Linked DNA regions of Mus musculus: regions 1, 2 and 4 are each linked to region 3. The links are chromatin contacts, called in public HiCAR-type and promoter capture Hi-C maps. All regions are on one chromosome and are shown on one strand. Each heading gives the region's core, a stretch centred on a gene start, on an enhancer-like site or on the middle of the called end of the contact. The rest is flanking DNA. Distances are from core to core; before and after follow the strand shown.

Evidence for each region. Promoter capture Hi-C pulls out the DNA fragments that hold promoters and counts their contacts. HiCAR-type assays count read pairs that join an accessible place to other places.
Region 1: a promoter capture Hi-C map of liver shows a contact between it and region 3, with 6 times the contacts expected there. The contact joins the promoter of Tmem117 here to the promoter of Prickle1 in region 3. A contact is called at or near these places in 5 of 39 promoter capture datasets (the C10 cell line, hippocampal neurons, liver and 2 more), 1 of 484 Hi-C or Micro-C datasets (cortical neurons) and 1 of 115 datasets of contacts at active chromatin or transcription factors (astrocytes).
Region 2: a contact with region 3 is called in a promoter capture Hi-C map of embryonic stem cells, with 5 times the contacts expected there. The contact joins the promoter of Pdzrn4 here to the promoter of Prickle1 in region 3. A contact is called at or near these places in 3 of 39 promoter capture datasets (the C10 cell line, embryonic stem cells and pre-B cells) and 1 of 484 Hi-C or Micro-C datasets (embryonic stem cells).
Region 4: a contact with region 3 is called in a HiCAR-type map of astrocytes, with 2.3 times the contacts expected there. The contact joins the promoter of Cntn1 here to the promoter of Prickle1 in region 3.

Annotation. Positions count from the first base shown.
Region 1 is chr15:94,627,629-94,632,534 of GRCm38.p6, reverse strand. It overlaps Tmem117 (transmembrane protein 117), which reads right to left and starts at 3,350. Exons shown (of 8, transcript NM_178789.4): 1 at 3,233-3,350.
Region 2 is chr15:92,395,372-92,400,423 of GRCm38.p6, reverse strand. It overlaps Pdzrn4 (PDZ domain containing RING finger 4), which reads right to left and starts at 3,614. Exons shown (of 10, transcript NM_001164593.1): 1 at 2,919-3,614; 2 at 591-677. The coding sequence starts at 3,509.
Region 3 is chr15:93,593,366-93,598,287 of GRCm38.p6, reverse strand. Prickle1 (prickle planar cell polarity protein 1) reads left to right here and starts at 2,386. Exons shown (of 8, transcript NM_001033217.5): 1 at 2,386-2,594.
Region 4 is chr15:92,049,081-92,054,287 of GRCm38.p6, reverse strand. It overlaps Cntn1 (contactin 1), which reads right to left and starts at 3,123. Exons shown (of 24, transcript NM_001159648.1): 1 at 2,965-3,123.

The DNA of each region.
Region 1 (4,906 bases), core at 2,101-4,600, 1.0 Mb before region 3:
TGGATAATTGATGGATGAATGGATAGATGGATGATGGATGGATGGATGGATAGATGGGATGGGTGGGCAGATGTATGGATGGATGAATGGATGGGTGGGTAGATGGGTGGATGGATGCATAGATGGATGGATGATTGGATGAACGGATGGATAATTGATGGATGAATGGATAGATGGATGATGGATGGATGGATGGATAGATGGATAAGTGGGTGGAGAGATGGGTGGATAAGTGGATGGATAAGTGGATGGATGAATGGATGGGTAGGCAGATGGATGGATGGATAGATGGATAAGTGGGTGGAGAGATGGGTGGATAAGTGGATGAATAAGTGGATGGATGAATGGATGGGTGGGTAGATGGGTGGATGGATGGATGGATGGATGGATGGGTAGATGGGTGGATGGATGGATGGATGGATGGATGGGTGGATGAATGCTGAATGAGTGGATGACTGACGGCTAACAGAGTAACCTTGGCTGACAGAAACATACCAAGTTCCCATTCCAGAGAGATTGGACCATGGGTGAAGGTTACTGATAAGGGCTCTGTTTCAGGGTCTCTGATGGTTTTCTTGTAAAGGACAAATGTTAAGCCCTTTAAAAGATAATACTTTTTTTAAACTAAAAGAGAAAATTAAAGCAGAGAAAGCTGACAGGGAGCACTGAAGGCCACGGAGTCAGGGGACCAGACCTAGTGTGCAGGGTATCTGAGGAGGAGGGTAAGAAAGAGAACAGGCCTGGTAGCAGGCTCAGGCAGAGTGAAGCAGGGCCATGACACTATCCCCTGCTGTCACCAGGGTCACAGGGCCTGCTGCTCCAAACACTCTGCAGGAGGGCAAAGGGAAGAAGCAGAGAAGCTCATGAGGAAGACAAATGGCCCATGAGAGACAGGTGGTGAAAAACAGGTTGAGGTCTAGGCAGTTTACAAAGCTCTGCTTCTAGAAACATTAAGGAGGAGGAGGAGGAGGAGGAGGAGGAGGAGGAGGAGGAGGAGGAGGAGAAGCAGCAGCAGCAGCAGCAGCAGCAGCAGCAGCAGAAGCAGTGGGTTTACCAGTAGACTGGATGTGGGGAGGGATGGATGGTCCAGGCAAAAATCTAGATGAAAGCGCCATTTTTCTGAGCTGGAAAACCGATTTCCTGAGGTAAACAGAACTTCAGCGGATATAGAAAATACAGTTGATATTGACATTTTCTGTGATTCGTACGTGTAGGGCTTTATTTTTCTCACGTATTATCTCAATTAGTCCTTACACCAACCATCTGGTAAGGACACAGAGATTCAACAAGGCACCCTCTGCCCATGGCCATGTTGTTGCCAACGGATACAAACAAGCATACCCGCTTCTATGTAGCCCAGATGCATACATTCCAGTTAGCATTGTGTTGCCATCTACGAAGGATGGGAAGACCAGACCTACTCATCACTCAGCGCTTTCTGATGGTGAGCAGAACACACAGACATGATAGACAGACGGGTAACAGGCCAGTGTCTTGGGAAGAAGAGGAGGATTCATGTCCAGAGAGAGTTTCCAGTCCTGGAATGTCCAACTCCGTGAAAGGAGAGACGGAAGAAAAGTGGATAAGCCAAATCTGTATATATTTCCTGGACCAGACCTAGGTAAGGAGGGGCCTCAAGAGAAACACAAACCTTTACCTCAAACTGACAGATAAGTGGACGAGTATGAGAAGCTCTGCAGGTGGAGGCAACCCTTGACTGTCAAGATTCTGAGTTCCACCCCTTTCACTTCAAAACCAAACAAGCCAAGGACAGGTGCGGGGAGGAGCAGAGCACTTTGTATAACCCAGCACCCATGACAGGTTTTATCGTGCAAACAGCAATCACAGAAGTACATCTGGGGCCCTTGCTTTCAGTCCCGTCCAAAGACCACACAGCCTTTTAAATAAAGCAAAGCTTTCTCAAGCAATCAATGTAACCACCTAAGTGCCTCTGGATAGGGACCTGGATGGTATCTGTGGTACCCAACTAATTTGCAGCATCACATTGGTAAATCACATCCTTTCTCGTCACATTGTATCAAAGTTTAGTAATTTTCCTCCTCCGGTGTTTTTATCCTTGCAGACCTTGGGACATCGATAAGCAAGCTTTTTAACCCAGAAGCGAAGAGTGAAGTTGGTTTGAAGGTCTTCCAGAAAGACAGCATCCCAGTGTAATGGTGAGGTGGGGACCAGCCCGTCCTATTGGGTTATAAAGTGGAGACGTGACCATTGGACTGACCCTTTAAGAAAGCACAGACTGCCCTTCGGGCCATTTGCTTGTTGAGGTCTTACTCCAAGACAACAAAACTCAACGGGCTGATTAAAGTTCATTCAAGCCCGGAGTTACCTTTTAAGTGACTGGCAGTTTAAAGCAAATTAAGAAAAACTGATGGGTACTTTTTTTTTTAATCACAAGAATTATATGGAGAATGGGAGAGCAAGCAGTGGCGAACGGCTGAGTCAAAATCCCCAGTTGCTCTTAAACTACAAAGGTTGAGGGAATAGAAAGATACTATATCCAGATGGATCGATTGATTGATCAATCAATGGATGGATGGATGATAGATACAACAGAAATAGTTTTTACATAGATTTTACCACTATATTCAGTAAATTACAACTTGCTACAGAATGCAAATCAAACCATAAAAGCTTCCAAGACTGAGGTGGGGGTACCTCATATTTTACATACTTCAACTCACTTTGTTCTTTGTGTCCATACACTAATATCAAGGTAAGTATCACACACACACAAACACACACACACACACACACACACACACACACACACACACACACACACCGATGTTCCACAGAGGGTAGAATGAATCATAGCAGGCTAGATGTTCTCTCACGGGTCACACACAGCCGCGGGCCTGTGGTATTTTTCAAAATAGAAATGGAAAACTAGTTTTTTTAATTCAGTCACGATGGAGTTCGCAAACACACAGGCCTTCCCATTTCCTTCCCGAAAGGACACGGAGGAAATGCAACCTGTTCCTTTCCCCGGCAGGCAGGCAGCCGGGGGCTTGGGTCCCTGCGCCCCGGAATCGGTGGAGCGGGAAAGTTCGGGCTGCCCGCGGCCGGTCCCCCGGAGCCTCGGCTGGCTCGGTCCCCGGCCGGCTCCCGCGTCCCCGGCCCGGGGGCACGCGGGGCTGCGGGGCTGCGGGGATCCGGCCTGCCTGTGCGCCCGGGACTGCGGGCCGAGGGCTGCGGGCCGCCGCGTACTCACCGGAGGGCGCGCGGCTCGGCCACCGCGGCGGACGCAGGACGAGCGGCGACACGGGCCGCGGCGCGCTGCTGTCACCTGGCTATAAATACCGCGGCCCACGCCGCCGCCTACGCTGGCCGCCCTCGCCGCTCCCGCCGCGCCGCAGAGTCGGCCCCGGACCGCGCCGGGCACATGCCGCCACGCCCGCCCGCCTGCCGCGCCTCTGCGGAGCCAGACCGGACCGGACCGGGCGGGGCGGGGCAGGGCACGGCAGGGCACGGCAGGGCACAGCAGGGCAGGGGCGCTGCGGCGGCCTAGGGAGAGCGCCACCCGGCCATGGCCTGCTGGAACCGCATCAGCAGCACCCTGCGGGGAACCTGCGCCTGCCAGCAGCTGGGACCGCTAACTTTCTAAGGCGACCTCGGTCACACAGCATCCCTGCCTGCGGCTGTGTGAAGGGTGGGGGTGGGCAGAGGGTCTGTGCCTGTGTGTGTCTGTATGTCGGTCTATGTGTGTCTGTGTGTGTGTCTGTGTGTGTGTGTGTGTGTGTGTGTGTGTGTGTATATATATACACATATATATATGTATATGCATATATATGTGTGTGTATCTCTGTGTGTGTCTGTGTATATGTAAATTTATATGTGTATATGCATATATATTTATGTGTCTTGTGTATATGTATGGGTATACGCACATGTGTGTGTATCTCTGTGTGTCTGTGTATATGTAAATTTATGTGTGTATATGCATATATATTTGTGTATGGATGTATATATATTCACATATGCATGTACACATACATACATGTGTGTGTGTCTGTGTCTGTGTGTATATGCATATATATGTGTGTGTATCTCTGTGTGTGTCTGTACATATGTAAATTTATATGTGTATATGCATATATATTTATGTGTATTTGTGCATATATCTTCACTTATGTGCGTATACATACATATATGTGTATGTATATATAGATGCACACATATGCATATATGTAAATATGTGTGCCCATATAGACAGATTGGTACATGGCTGTGTCTCTGTATATATGCATATATAGATAGTTGTCTGTACAGAAATAGTGTGTGTACATAGATACATACACGCACACATAAATACAAATATACGATAATGTATACATTGCACAAATACGTGAGCACACATACACTCATGCACACATGTACACATAAGCACATCTCCCCAATGCTTGTCATTGGTGTGGGTTGTCTAGTTCTCTGCAGCATGTGTCAGGAGGAACCTTTGACTTGGCCTAAGGAACCCCTCTCTTTCCTCATGTCTGCTGCTTACTCAGCCCCTAATAGCAACCGCTACCTCAGCTTGCTGGCTGCTTTAATGTGTTAAACGTTGCTATATCCAGCATGCACATAGCTAGCTACTGCATACTGACAGCTGGTGCTAATGGGAATGATCACAGTCTGTACTGTGGAATGGAAAAGGAGATCATTCTTGGGTGCCAACAGCAGCACATTTAGGAAGGCCAGGGCAACCCTTTTCCTGGCTGGACTGAGGATTCAGAAGTGAGTTTTAGGAAGCAGAGGCAGCTGCGATATCTGCGGACTTGAAGTGGCCATGGAGAGCAAGTCCTAGGGGGCTCTGCTGTCCCTCCTGCTGGCTTCACATTTTTGCAAGTGACAGTGGTCATAGTTTATTTTCTGGAAACTGTGGCTTAGC
Region 2 (5,052 bases), core at 2,365-4,864, 1.2 Mb after region 3:
CTCAACTGCCTTGTCGTCTAAAGACAGTACCATTTGAGAACAGGAAGTATAGGCAGACGAGGTACTAAGTATTGCAAATGAAAATCGCCTACCCAGGTCTCTCTGTCATAGGGCCAAGACATCTGCCCATGGTGCTGTCCAAGGAAGGTAGTTAAATATGAAACACATCCCTCCCTTTACCGCTGTAGCTGAGGGAATCGAGATGATCAACTGTGGAGTGTTTTGTTTTCAAATTATCTCATAACAAAAAATCTGAGTATGTACTAGATCTCCATTAAGAGTCTAGTTTGGGGGCTGGAGAGATGGCTCAGTGGTTAAGAGCACTGACTGCTCTTCCAGAGGTCCTGAGTTCAATTCCCAGCATCCACATGCAACCATCTGCAAATGAGATCTGATGCCCTCTTCTGGTGCTGTCTGAAGAAAGCAGCAGTGTATTCACATACATTAAATAAATAAATAAATAAATAAATCTTGAAAGAAAAAAAAAATCTGGTCTTTGGGCCCAAACATCCTTTTAAGGATCATACCCCTTGTTTGTCTGAGTCCTAGTCTACTTCATATGCAGAACACTGCATTAACAAAGTAGTCACCTGATATGGGCGGCCTCCTATTATGTTGAATCCCAAAGTGTCATCTTCTCTTTCCAACACAACAGTGAACGGCTTCTGCTCTCCATCCTAAGTGAAAGAGCAAAAAAAAACTGGATAAATAAGAAAAAAAATGAGAAAACAATATAAGACACTGTACTGTTAATAGAGAAGACTCGTAAGGATGCTTGACTCAGTCAGCTTTCTCCTTAATCACACTTTAAAGCCTGTATTTGAAGAAAACTGCTGCGCCTGTGAGCAGAAGGGGGTTTCCAAATAACTACATGGATTTGCACTTCACACAGGGAGTATCCCGCTCTGACTCCACCTTAACTGCAAACAGATGTCCAGGCTTCACCAGGCAGGGCTTTTTATTTTTAAACTTTGTATGACAGAAAAGTAAAACAAGTTGTCAGTGGATCTCAGAAACATTTTTTTAATGTAAATTTTCACTGTAGAGTTTGAAAAAATCACTGAGCTATTTATAAAGTCCCTTCGGCAGCAACGTTCAGGCTGGCCCTGTAATGCAGGGTCTACTGGAAGGCAGCCATCTTGATTTTAAATAGCCTCTCTATTAGGTTTGTCATAATTCTCACAGAGTAAAAATAAAAGAAGTTTGCTTGGTAAATAGTATGTATTTCTTTCCCAGTGATACAGTAATATTTAAACAAATATAAATTATACAGCCACCTGTTTGTTAGCAAAGACTGATTTAAACAGGCACTGAAGTAGCCAGACAAGATGCTCTGTAGTCACCATTAGAGACCTTAACTGTTCTGAGGGACTGAAACACCTGGAGTCACATCTGATGCAGGGATTGAAAACCGACTGCATCCCCACTGCTACCTTGCTCCCCCCTCGCCCCACCCCTCAAGAGCTTTCCCAGAGCCCACAGCAGCCCCTTGAGGCAGCAGAAAGCACAACCCTTGGAGAGCAGCATTTGATGATGAATCCACAAGGCAAGGCACAGAACAGTGGTTCTCAATCTATGGGTTGCAACCCCTTTGCTGGAATCACATTATCAGATATTTACATTATGATTCATAACAGTAGCAAAATTACAGTTATGATGTAGCAAAATAATTTTATGGTTGCGGGTCACCACAACATGAGGTATTAAAGGGTTGCAGCATAGGACAGCCCTGGCATAGAAGCACAGTTTGGTGGGATGCTGTAGTTAGTTCTTTATTCTGTAATTCTAACGGTTGCTCCTTTCAGCCAGCATTGAATCATGGACTGGCAGTGCATAGCAAACGTGTGTGCTTTTCTCTAGCTCATCCATTGGAATGAAGATTATCCTATACACAAGCAGACTAGGGAACTCATGTAGCCTCCAGTCTTTTTAATTTTTATTCTCTCCATTAACTAACTGCACAAGGTGCTGTGTTATGCAACGGCATTTTTACCCAAGTATGCTCCATGTGCATCGTATAATCAGAGCAGCTTCTCTCACATTGTTTTTCAGACTAGGGGTAGGAAGGTTAAAACAGAGGGCCAGGGTGGGAGGCAGATCTAAGCAACCAGTCCCAAACGGAAGCCCTCTCTTGCTCCTCCCCGGGGGGGTGTGTGTGGGGGGGGGCGTGTAGAAGAAGTGAAAACAGCACTTGAGTAGGGGGTACAAGTTCTGTCAAATCTTGCTTGCTCTGCCAGAGACCGTTCAAGTCAAACACCAACTGAAGACAGCTGATAAACACGTCTCTCTACCCAGGCTGCAGCTCGCAGCTCAGGACTAGCCCCTTCCATGAAGTAGGGAAGACAGCTGCCTCTGCCAGGTACTCAAGGAGGCACTGTGACTTCAGGCCTTTGTTCTTGTCCTGGGACAGGTCCCCAGGTAATAACAGGCACACTGGCCACCAATAAGGTCTCGTGAGGTCAGGAGAGAGGAATCAACAGGGAAGGTCGGTATCTCTGTCACCACCATCCCTCGAGGCCCCTGAGCTGAGGAAAGGGTGGGTAGTTAACTGATAGGCATATTTTGGCAGAGAAAATAAGTCTCTCACAGCCAATTAACCGGTTTACTTATAGAATTTGCTCCAGGCACAGGCCAAGGACGCGAAAGATGGGCAGCTTAGGTGAGCAGGGGAGTGGAAGATGAGAACAGAGTGTGGATGGGAAAAGAGTTCACTCAATTTCTCCTCCTGGAGAAGTTGAGTTTGACTCCCTTAATCCTAAACGGTGTTTCTGGGGCAGCGATGCAGATGAAGGTGGCAGAGCATAATCAGATGCAGCTCTGAAAAAGGGATGGCACCTCCATAAGGAGTCCTCAACAGTCGGGAAGACGCTCCCCTTCCCATCCCAACCGTGCTCTGGGGTTCATTCCCCTGGGCTTACCTGGCCGCGGCCTCCCGGGTTCCCGACGAAGTTGCGCGTGTGCGCCATGTACAGAGCCAACTTCTCCTGATACCTGCGCTGCAACAAGCTGACCTGCGCCCGCCGCGTCTTCCCCACCCCGACAGCAGGCGACAACCAGAGGCCGACCTCCAGGTCCGGGTGGCCCCTCACGCGCGTCCCCACTCCAGCAGGTCTTGGTCGCCGGGTGCTTTTCCTCCCCGCCGCCTCCGCAGCCGCCTGGGCAGTGGCTGTCACAGCCGCTGGCAGGGCCGAAGGCGCAGCGCTGGATGTGCACTGCCAGCACCCGCAGTCGCCCCTGTGGCCACAGCCCTGTCCGCTGTAGTTGCACTGCACGCGCAGTTGCTGGACCAGGCTGCGCAGCGGCAGCACCCGGTACAGCTCGCCCGGCGCCAGCGGCTGGCACTGCAGCGGGCACCAGCGTCTCCCCGCCGCCCAGGGCAGCAGGCAGCTGGCGCAGAAGACGTGCCCGCAAGGCGTGCACGCGGGCTCCTCCAGTACCTGGCCACACAGTAGCTGGCACTGGAAAGCGGGGTCCACGGCTTCCGCGAGACGCTCCAAAGCGAAGCCCATGCTAGTGGTGGGAGGGAGGAGAGCCAAAAGGGGTGTCCCCGCTTCTTCTTTCAATCACCCCCAAGCTGCGCCAGGGCCAGCGGTCTTACCGCTGCTGAGCTCTTTGAGGGGGGAGGTTTGTGTGTGAGCTCAGAATAAGTTTGGCTTGGAGTTTCAAAGCTGTGGCTAGGTCCTGACTTCTCTGTATTGAAGCTCATTGAAGCCACCTGAGTGAACCCTTCCCCATTACCCACTTCTTTATGGCTTTGTAATGCACGGTCTTTCAAGTTTATCCTTGAGAGGGAGGCTTGTTTACAGTAGTGTTTGGGCCAGCTTTATTCTTTCTCTGAGTCTAGAACTTGAGTCCCCCAGGGTGCTTTGTCTGGGTACAGCTGGCCATGGGCAAAGCATTGATACTGAGAATGTTAAAGTCTACCAGGGTGGAACATTCCAGGGATCAGGATCTTGTGTCAGGCAAATCCTTAGTTAGAAAGAAAAAAAGTTTGAAGTGATGAATACACTTTTGTTCTTTCAAGGGAGGTAACTAAAACAAAAAACAAACAAAACGTCAACTAAGAACTCTGACTCTAAAGCTTCCGCGCTGGAAAAAAAACAAAAAAACAAAAAACAAAAAACAAAAAACAAAAAACAAAACAAAAAAAAAAAACACGTAGGAAATCATCCCCAGAGCCAGGCTTCTCAAATCAAGATATGGAAATCAGGTGATTGTAGCAAAGGGTGATCTCTGAACCAGCAGTGAGGGTTGGGGACAGGCCAGTTGTCTGCCTGGGGCACTTTTTTCTTGCTGTGGGGGAAGGCAATGAGCAGCCTCCCTCCCTTCCGCCAGGTGAAAAGACTAAGGTTTCATTAACTGCAGCTTGCCTCCCAGTTCAGAGAATTGTCACGCTCTGTATTTTCCACTTTGAGAAGTATTTCACTACTGGGAATGGGCTATGAGAAACATTTTACTATTGGGCACGGGGTATGGCCTTTTGAGCACCTGGAAGAAAACAACAACAACAACAACAACAACAAAGTGATAATCATGAACAAAAGAGGCACGGTTTCTCTGCATAGCCCTGGCTGTCCTGGAACTCACCCGGTAGACCAGGCTGGCCTCTAACGCAGAAATCCACCTGCCTCTACCTCTCGAGTGCTGGGATTAAAGGCATGCGCCACCCCGGCCCGGTTAGAAGCCTCTCTTTACTCAAACAGAAGAGAATCATTCCAAATTCCAAATCCCTTCTAGTTTGTCCTTCGGTGTGTGGCCTGCCTTCCTGAAAACATAGGGGACCTTCCAGGGCCATCGCCTTCTCCCGAAACTTAAGAACACAAAGAGCCCATAACACCAGGTAACACCGGGATATAAGCACGTGGTTTACCGCCGTTAACCAGAAACCATGCGAGATGCTTGGGATGAGGATTCTTAAATTAATCACCCTCCTTGCCAGCTGGGTGCTGTTCGTGGAAGGCTGTGAAGAGCATCAGTACAAACAAATCCAGACTTGGTGATAATAATGGCAAATAGCTTCCAATCAGAACCTTCTGAGAGCTGTTGAGAGCC
Region 3 (4,922 bases), core at 1,137-3,636:
TGGCGTGCGCCCGTACCCATAGTGACTCGGGAGGCTGAGAGATGATCTCAGGTTCTTCAAAGCCAGCCCGTGCAACCTTTAAAATAGGAAAGTTTTGCTCAGTTGCCTAGAAAGCAAGAGGCCCTGTGTTTGGTCCCTAGTACTGACAAAAGGGTGCCTTTTTTCTAATTTGTGGGGTTTTGCATGGGGGCAGGAGTAAGGGAAGATGAGTGAGAAAAGAAGTGATCTAGAGACGTCATCCATAAAGTCTGCAGGCTAATAGCCCAGGAATTGGATAGTTCTCGGACTTGGGTATCATCCTCTTTACCAAGGAGGAACTTAGGGTCATTGATGCTAATGACACCCCTTTAGACTCCGTTTGGTAAATGATGGGGCTTAGGATGTAAAATCAGTTTACTCTCATCTCAGACCATCCCTTGGACTGCCCAAGTCATTTCTTGAGCATCTTGCTTTGAAAAGCAAGTGTTGGCTACAAAGATGTTTGTTTCTAGTACATTGTTTCTAGTACAGAGGTCACCACTTCTTGAGAGGATCCTCGTGCATGATGTGTTTGCACCACATCTCATAATCGATGCTCAGTTTTAAGGAGAGCTTCTGGGATATAACAGCTGCAAGCCCTCTGCAACCACACTCATGTCATACTATAACATACAGAACACGTTCTCCTTTTAATAGGGAGGTCCAAGTGCAGGCTACACAGTATAGCCTTTCCTCTAGCTTCTCCTACCCTACTCTGCCGCAGAAGGGAGGAGACTGTGTTGATAAACCCACTACATCGCTCAATTTTTAATTTTTGAAAACCCAATGTACTTTGAAGTTTTAAGGGGGAAAAAACATAGAAATCCAAGACGTTAATAAAGACAGTAGAATTCGCCCTTTAAAAGTACTAATTTTCCACTATGTCTAGACATGAAATGAGTCAATTTTTTGCCGGTTTTCTCCGGCAGAAAGGTTAGTTAGTATCTCCATGCTTATAGCTTAAAAGAAGTATTTGTACGGACAAGATGAAGAGATACAACTTTAAAGGCCAAGGCCAAGGAAATGCTGAGGAGCGAAAAGGCTTGGGTCACGAGGGAGAGGGTTTCAATAGCAGCAGCCTGTGCCAGTCAGTAGCATCCAGGATGTTAACCGACTGAGGAGTAAGAGGTGAGGAAAACAGACTCTAGCTTTGGAGCTCCCTCGTTTGACTTTAGTTATCGTCACTTTACATCTTCGTAATCCATTGGCTTCATTTTTAACGAAGCTCTCTTTGCTTCGCCACCAAAGAAATGGAAAATGCTTGCTACCAGAGAAAGTCCTAAAATGGTCGGTCAGCTTTGGTTATCCTCAAAGAGATACAAATCCATCAATCAAGGTCATCCTCTCTACTCGCAACACTCAAAGCCTTCTCGTCCTGGAGGATGCTTCTTTCAGCATCTTGGAAGGTTTAGAAGACATAGGGAGGTCCACAAAGGTCCAGCTTTGTAGGGACACATGTCAAGTTGTCATTACCAGCTGCAGTGGGCTCTGCCCTCTGAGATATGGGATCATAGTGTCCATTCCACAGATCCGGGAGTAGAGAAGGTAAGAGGATAAGGTTTAAGGGGCCCTGCAAATGTCAGGGCAGAACTTTGAAACAGCCAGAGTCCCTGTTGACCGTGGGCGACTGAGCCTGACAGCCCAGCCCAGCCCAGCCCTGGGAACCGGGTACAGTGAAAACACGGAGAGTGGCTTGGTCAATGAAAAATTATCCTCATGGTGGAATGAAGGCTTTGGACCCTGCATCTAGTGCACCCTGCTAACTTGGTCCTGGCCCCAGACACCGCGGTCCTCGAGGGTCCTCAGCTGTAACCCTCAGGCTTTTTCCTTGAAACGATCACTTTGGCCTTCCTGATCTGAAATCTCACCCCTTGGCTGTGGAGCTGACTTAAGTAAGGCCAGTCTGGGGAATTACACAAAATAGGATCGAGTCCAGGTGGGTTTATCAGAGGCGAGAGCTCCGGAAGGAATTCAGAGTTTAATTAACTCGTGCCCTCTGTACACGCCCCCAAAGGAAAGGGAACCCTAATAGGGACCCCATCAAAGTGTTTGATCAGAGGAAATTGGGTTCGCCTTTTCCTCTCCTTCACCTTTCCTATCTGGCAATCAATCCATCTGGATTATTGGCTGAACCTGGGCAACAGCATTAAAAAGGGCACAGAATCGGAGGCGGGGCGGGGCGGAGACTGGCGGGCCTGCAGACCGCAGCCCGGCCGGTGCTGCCTCGCGGGAGGGATCGCGGCCCCGCACTGTGCGCGTGGGCGCGCAGAGCCGCCTGGATCCCCTGCGTCCGCGCTCCGGGATTTCGCTGGCGCCGGCGCGACGGCCGGGGGCGGGTGCTCTGCAGCGGCCGGGACTGGAGCGCGCACTCCGCCTGCAGCCGAGCAGCGGCCCGGGAGCCGCCACCACCTTGCAAGCCCCGCGCCGCCTGCGCTGACCTGGACCGCGCGGCCGCAGCGCTACGGGCCCGGCTGCGGACGCTCCCGGGGCTGCGCACGCGGGAGCGCGCCTGACGCGGAGGACCGCAGCTCTCAACGCCACCGCCGAGGACCGCGCGGCCGCCTCTCGCGCGTGGGGTGAGTGGCGAGGGGCGCCGCGGCTCGGGCCGCGTTGTCACGGCGCGGGGTGGGACGTCCGGCGGTTTGGGAGCGCGGGGACCGCACGAGAAGAGCTGCTGGGCTGTGGCTGCCTAGAGGCTGGGCACACGGCCCCCTCGTGCTGCGTGGCAGCCAGGTTCCCCCTGCGCCGAGGCCAGCTGCATGGCCCGGAGCCCGGCCACGCGAGATCGGGGAGGCGAGGGTGAGTGGCTGAGGATCGCCTGTCACCTACTGGCGTCGGCGGGGAGACTAGGCGCCTAGCGTGCCCGGGAAGGGCTGCCTGCCCTGGAGAGGCAGCCGCAGCCTGCCCTCGGTGGAGACCCCTGCTCTGCACGCAGCTCGCCCGTGGGAGAGGAGGGGAGCCGCGACGTCCTCCCTTCTGGCAGAAAAAGTTGAAGAAACTAGGTCTGTTAATAATTAGCAGGAGCGGGACTCGGGATGCAGCAGAAAGCTGTTGAGTTTTCATTGCCCTCTAAGAAAAACAAACGGCATCGCCAACGACTATTGGCAGGGCCGTGTTATTTTTGGGACTTTGGGAAAATTGTCCACAGATTGCGTTCGGGAGACTGAAGACGGGGGGTGTACCCGGGAGGTCGTGGGGACGGCTGGCACAGCTTTGAGTCCCAGCCCGCCCCTGTAGGACTCAGAGTCTTAAGCCTGACGCACTTGGTTCCTGGTTTTAAAACGTGTCAGAGGCAGAACTGCAGCCAGGATCAAGGAGAAGAACGCACCGCGAACCGGCCTAAAAGGAGCATGTGTAAAAATCGCTGGCGGAGCCCAAGTGCACTTGTGCTGTTTAAAAAAAAAAAAAAAAAAAAAAAAAAAAAAAAAAAAAAAAAAAAAAAAAAAGAATGTTGCATTTGTGGCTTTTAGGGTAGGTTTTATGAATGACAAATTATACTTGATGAAATTGTATCTCCTATCTGTCCCTGAACAGTTCTGTCTGCCGCCTGGTTTTAATCAGCGCTTTGGGAAGGCAGTGTCTGCGCTGATGTTATATAATTGACATGGTTCGCCATCAGATATTTTTAATGTACTTTCGGACGAAAGAAACTTCATCTGTCTCTTCAGACAGGCTCAAGGTGTAGACAGAGTGAGGGCTGCAAAGGTTTGCCCTCCTCTAGCTCCAGATGTGTGAGCTCAGCTGTTGCCTGTCACTTAGGTGACAACTGGCCTTTTTCTGACTAAGCCTTTGCTGTCGCCATTATCCTCAGTAAAGTATCAGTGTTCGGAGGCCTTCTATTACCAAGAGTGGGACCGGGCCCCTTGGGAGGTGTCAGCCGTGTTTGACCATCCCTAACAATATGTCTGTTTTTAGAATAGAAAGGGGGGGAGGACCAAAAAAAACCCTGACAGCAAGATAGATACACTTTTAGATTAAGACCAACCTAATCTAAAAATTCTGTTTTAATCAAGACAGCTCCGTAAGGATGACGCAATGTTTGTCAAGCCTTTCTCCCTAGAACAATATTTACTCCCACCAGGGGATTTAAAACTTAAACAACAGCCATTTATCTTGCTGTCTGGTAGAGCTGGGTTCATTTTGCCTCCAATGTGGTCCTAGCCTAGGTGGCTGGAACAAGAATCTATCACTGGAGCCAGCTGGAGCCGGAAGAAAGAAAAATATAACACCTGCTGGTACCAGAGAGCCCTAAATGCCATCAACCAGGGAGTCGGGATATTTTATAAGCGCGTCCAGAAATGTTTATACTAAAGATTTAAAGGTTAACACTGCAAGGGCTATACACAAAAGGCACTAGAAATAAATGGATGTGTTGCCCTCAGTTAAGAGATAGCATACTTACTGATAATTTGAAATAATAATTATGACTTGTGAATGAATTCTCATGTTTCTAAATAGGCCCTAGAAAGGAAGGGCAGTTGGGGGAGGGGAGGGGGTACGCAGAATGATGTCTAAAGATGGACAGGCTGATATGAGTGAATGAGTTTAGTAATTTAATTTTTTTTCATTCTTAATTTAGTTCTAGTTAGAGAGTTACCACGGAGTGAGCCTGTTGATTCATGGACTCTTTTGAAGAGAAAACTGCTATATGTCACTAAAGTGACAAATCAACCAGTTCTGCCCAATGAAGCTTAAAGGGTTGACTTTATTATTTTTTTTTTTATAACCAAAGACCATGGGTTCACTCTTGGCTGTAATGAGTCAGCTTGGGTTATGAAAGGAACACCTAATACAAGCTAGGAAGAAAAAAAAAAAAGTTTGCAGTTAACAGCTGGAATATGATTGAGTTGGCCCTAAAAAACGGAGTTAAATTTTACAGTTTCCTCAGGGAATTTCAAAAGTGA
Region 4 (5,207 bases), core at 1,874-4,373, 1.5 Mb after region 3:
TTGTTTTTGTGTTTGCTGGTTTTTGTTTGTTTGTTTGGGGGTGGCATTTGCTGTGATAATACACTGAACAACACAAAGACTGCTAAATTCCTTTCTCTGGCTAGCTCAGCTACTTTCCTTTTATAGCCTAGGCCCCACTGAGTGGGGATGGTGCTGCCTACAATGGGCTGAGCACTCCTGCATCAATTAGAAAGTAAGAAAATACTGAGGGAACAGGAAAGGGTGAGTGTACTGGCTGGTTTTATGTGTCAACTTGACACAAACTGGAGTTATCACAGAGAAAAGAGCCTCCCTTGAGGAAATGTCTCCATGAGATCCAGCTGTAAGGCATTTTATCAGTTAGTGATCAAGGTTGGGAGAGCCCATTGTGGGTGATGCTACACCTGGGTTCTATAAGAGAGCAGGCTGAGCAAGCCAGGGGAAGCAAGCCAGTAAGGAACATCCCTCCATGGCCTCTGCCTCAGCTCCTGCTTCCTGACCTGCTTGAGTTCCAGTCCTGACTTCCTTTGGGGATCAACAACAATGTGGAAGTGTAAGCTGAATAAACCCTTTCCTCCCTAACTTGCTTCCTGGTCATGATATTGTCTGCAGGAATAGAAACCCTGACTAAGATAGTGAGAATGGTGATTTTTCAACTGGGGTTCCCTTTTTCTAGGAAAGTCTAGTTTTCTCAAAAAAAAAAAAAAATAATTAGTAAAACCTTTTTTCAGAAATGCATTTCTTTGTCTAGCTAGATAATGAAACAAGTACTACATAAGGTTAACCACATAAGACTAAGTGTGATGGACAAGGTTTCCACTTGTATTATCGTCCAAGGCGATCCAGGTTGTAGCTTTAAAAACGGCATGTAGTTGATAAATGTGGATTCTGTATAATAATCAGTAGTAGCTCTGCTTATTCACAGTCAACTGTGTTCCCACTCCCACAGTGCAAACATGCTCAGATATTTAAGAAAAGCTTCCTGACAAACCTAGATGCCAACTCTGTTATTCTTTCCTGGAATACCATGAGAGTAAAACTAAGAATGAAACACTCCCCAAATCAGATAATCAGGCAGTTGGGGTGGCAAATTCAACACCAGCTCCCCTCTGATATATTAGAATATCTAGGAGTTCAGAAATTAATTCTGAAGCATATAAAGAAAAAAGTTACCCCAGCACATATTTTTGCTGATATCAACACTATTTAAATTTATTACAGGGACTAATAATTACGGAAAACTGCAGAGTCTTATATTTGAAGAGGAATGCACAGTAGACTTTAGTAATAGTAGAGTTGAGATTTGTGACAGATTTTAAGCCCACTATTTGTTCCTCCTGAATCTCAATTTTTTTTTGAATTTACGGAAAAAAAAATAAATGTACAAACATTTATAAAAGGAAGGTCCATGCAATACAAATACGTCTGAAATATCATGTCGGCACAAATTTATATAAGCCACAAGAAAGATGCGTCCAAGGAACTACATCAAAACTATCTCAGATGGTCATACCAGTTCCACAATCCTGCATCCTGAAAAGTGGGTGGGTCCTTTCCAGACCCCAGAGAGTAGCTAGCTACAAGTTACCACACAGATAAATTTATTTCCAAATAGCCAAGATATACAAGCATGCGCACAATATTGTGCACCAGTGAATTAATAAACTATTGTAGATATGATATATACTAATGTGATGCCTTTATATACTTCAAGCTGCAATGGTCGATATGCACCATGAATCCGAAAAACGTGGGATAAAACCCAGAAATCCATTCAAAATAATAATAATTTTGGAATACATCCCTTTCTGTAAGCTACAGAAACGTTATCCCGAGTGTGAAGGTAGGGAGGGGGTTGTTACTCTGAGTTTCTCTCTTCCCTGGCTTCCCCCCCGCCCCCCCAATGAAGAATCTGATTCTATTTTACCCCTCCCACCCCGTGCTTGCAGATTGCTTGAGAAGACCAAGGCAGCCTGCTCAGCAGCAAAGAAACCGGCTGGCTGCGCAGGAGCTATATATAGCTCCTCCACCTTGGAGATGTGCACACACAGGCACACATACTGATGCCCATGCTGGATTTGGCATGGGGGGAGAAAAAGGACAGCCAGAAATGGCTACACCTCTCACTTCTTGCTTCTTTCCCACCATTCCTATTTTCCCCCCAGGATTTTTCCCAGCAGGGTATCTGATTTCCCTGCAATTCTTCTCCCTACTGCTACCAGCAATCTGATTCCAGCAGGAATCGGCACTGGGCCAACACCCAGTGCCCAAATGCGGTCACCCAGGGAGGATGCTTTGGAGCTCATCCTGACACAGCCACTTGATTAGATGAAGTGGTAGTTCCCCGTAGGAAACAGCGAGGCCGGTGGGAAACTGCCTTTCTGCCCTGCCCAATCCGCAGAACCTTGTGGAGGAGGTACGTTGGCTTTCCCTCAGATTGGATACATCAGAAAATGCGGAGATTCTCCCCAGTCACCAAGCCCTAAGGGAGCTGGTTTTTAGCCAGGGGAAGTACAAGCCCCTGCCTTCCTCATGGCCATCACCGGCAGCCAGCGCTGTGCTGGAGGGTACCCCGCAGGTGCGGGGGAGGGGAGCAGGCGGCGCCCCGCATGCGGAGCAGTTGAAGAGCTCACAGGACCCGCGGCTCCTGCAGCTGGCACGTCTGCGACCCCAGCCCCCAACCTCATCGACAGGGCAAACCCCAGGCCTGACCCCGCAGCAAGCTGCTGCGTCTGCGAGGAAAGTTGCCCAGACGCAGTGCCCCTTGGGGCCCCTTTCAGCAACCCTTCCCGGTGCATCACCCCGGCTCCAGCATCCAGACCATCACCACCCCCTCCATCCCATCTTCTGATTGGTGTCATAGGTGTCGCGGTGACAGCTACAGCGACCCCGGGAGCCGGGGTAACCAGGGCGGGGCAGGGGCTGGGTGGCCTCAGGGAAGCACGCGTTCCCTGTGCTCTGCAGAAGGGCGAGCCTGCCTCCTACCTGTTCCCCACTCCTGTCGCCTCCTCGCTGCCTGGCCCTACAGCTTTCCCGCTCCCGCTGCAAACAGCTGGGAGCGCATCTCCCACCAGCCCAGCGCCACTCCTCGCTTAGGCGGAGCCCACCCTAGCTACTTGACAGCAGTAGCCGGGGCCTCAGAGTGCAGTTATTGGGGCCGCGGGGAGAGGAGGCGGGGACCGGAGGGAAACTTGCACCTTTGATTGGACAGAGGAGATGTCATTCTCAACTCTAGGGTTTCTGTGGACTGACTCTTAGCTTCTGAGCCCACCAGCGAAGAGTCCTTGTAGTCCGCGGATTGAAAACCTTCTGCTTCTGGGTCAGAGGGCCTCTGAGAAGGGAAACTACCCTTAGAAACTACCATTAAAGGTTCCAAGAGGGAGGGAGGATCTGCCAAAGCCAGATCTCTGGAACTTTTAAAAGAGATTCTCTGCTCCTGGAGATTCAACCAGGGGCACCAGCAGAGGCAAAAAAAAATGCTCAGTATGAACGTGGACTTCAGTGAAGAAACAGAAAACGGGATGCACAATTAAGCGGAAAGAAATCGCAGTCAAATCAGAAATGGTGATTTTGTTCCTTTGCAGTTGCCTATCATTGACCACATAGGTCATGAAAGATTTCCTCAGAGCAAAAATTGTAGAAACTCTATATACCATTTAACCAAAATTTGCTTACATAGGGTCCTGTATTTAAAATGGGGGAAAATGCTATAAAATAAACGTTCAGAGTAAAGCAAACTGAGACATTTGCCATGGGCAATTCCGTGGGTGACAAGTGTTTATTTAAAGTAATGGCACAATACTGATCGATAACCAGTCTCTCACATGCTCAAGTTGTGGGGGGGGGGGGGGGGGTATATGAAACCAGACAGCTGGGTGAACCTAAGTCTGTTTTTTAAGAGGGCAAAATGCCTTTGTGCTCAAGTGTCACCTCTGCTATCTATCCAGGTGGAACCAGAAAGCTATATCTGAGGGACTCCTTAGCGAAAGACCAAGGAGAACTGTAAATAAAATTGGAGTAGTGTGTTCTCTCAGGACCTATTGAGGAAAGAAGACACCCACTTCTTCCAAAGAGCTCCATTTGTCTTCTAGCTAGGTAACTTAACCATCTTAACGCATGCTGAACATAAGAAAGAATGAATGTACATGGATGGGTTGGTAAAAGACCAGCCTCCTGGACCAAAGAGAAGGCTGATGCTACCCAAAGCTAAGTGCAGATGGTCAGTGCTCAGATTTTTAATACCATCGGGTCCATCTTGCTGTATTCTCTTTACAGCACTGTAAGACTCAGTCTTTACAGAAGAGGAGGGGGGGGTGTAATATACAAGGAACAATTGATTCGATCTGTTTGCCAGAGATAGTCTTGCAATTGCTACAAAGTATCAACAGCTCCTGAGTTGTTCCCTGCCCACCCCCCCATAACATGCCTGCTAGCTTTCTATCTTCTTCCTTTAATACACACTCCAGTTTTCCTACTGAACTGCACCAAATTCCTGGATTACAGTGCGCTTGTCCTGTGCCATCCATATTTTCTGCCCTGTAACAAAGCTGAGCAGCAATGAGATGCAGAACTCGGAACGGGAGCCTGGCAGGACAAAAATTAGCAAACAGCCTAGTAGGGAATGAGTTTTCAATGTTAGTATCTCTTGATTGTTCAATAAATCTAAACTACCTGGGCTTTGTGCTGCCTTCCAATACACTCTCCTCTGGGAGGAGAAAGCATAGAATGAAAGGGGAAAAAATACTGAATATTCAGTTTCATGAGCATTGCAACAGTCAATGAGCAGACTACTAAAAACTCCACCATTTCCTCTTCTTATCCCTTCGTTCTTCACTGAACAAGTATTAGCATTATAGATGCGTTACGGGCAAGCAAGGATAAACTGGCTTTTTTGGAGGTTATTTCTTTCTAAGCACATACTGCTGGTTGTGTATTTCCTGACCTCATAAACATGTGTGTGCATGCACACAAAGAGTTATTAATTGCATTCAGATTATTTCTATCTCACCAGGCGTATTTATTTTCAAATAAGGTACTCTCGCCGGGTTTTTGTAACAGCTCTCCTCAGAGAGCAAAGTCTGTGCGCCTGTTCACGGCACACCTATGTTTCTATTTGCACAGGAACGCTAGCAATGCCTGCTGCACAGCACTTTGCTCTTTGCCAAACCAATTTCACGTACTCTGGGATCTGTGCTGTTACAATTCCGAGCTTAATCCTAATAGATGCG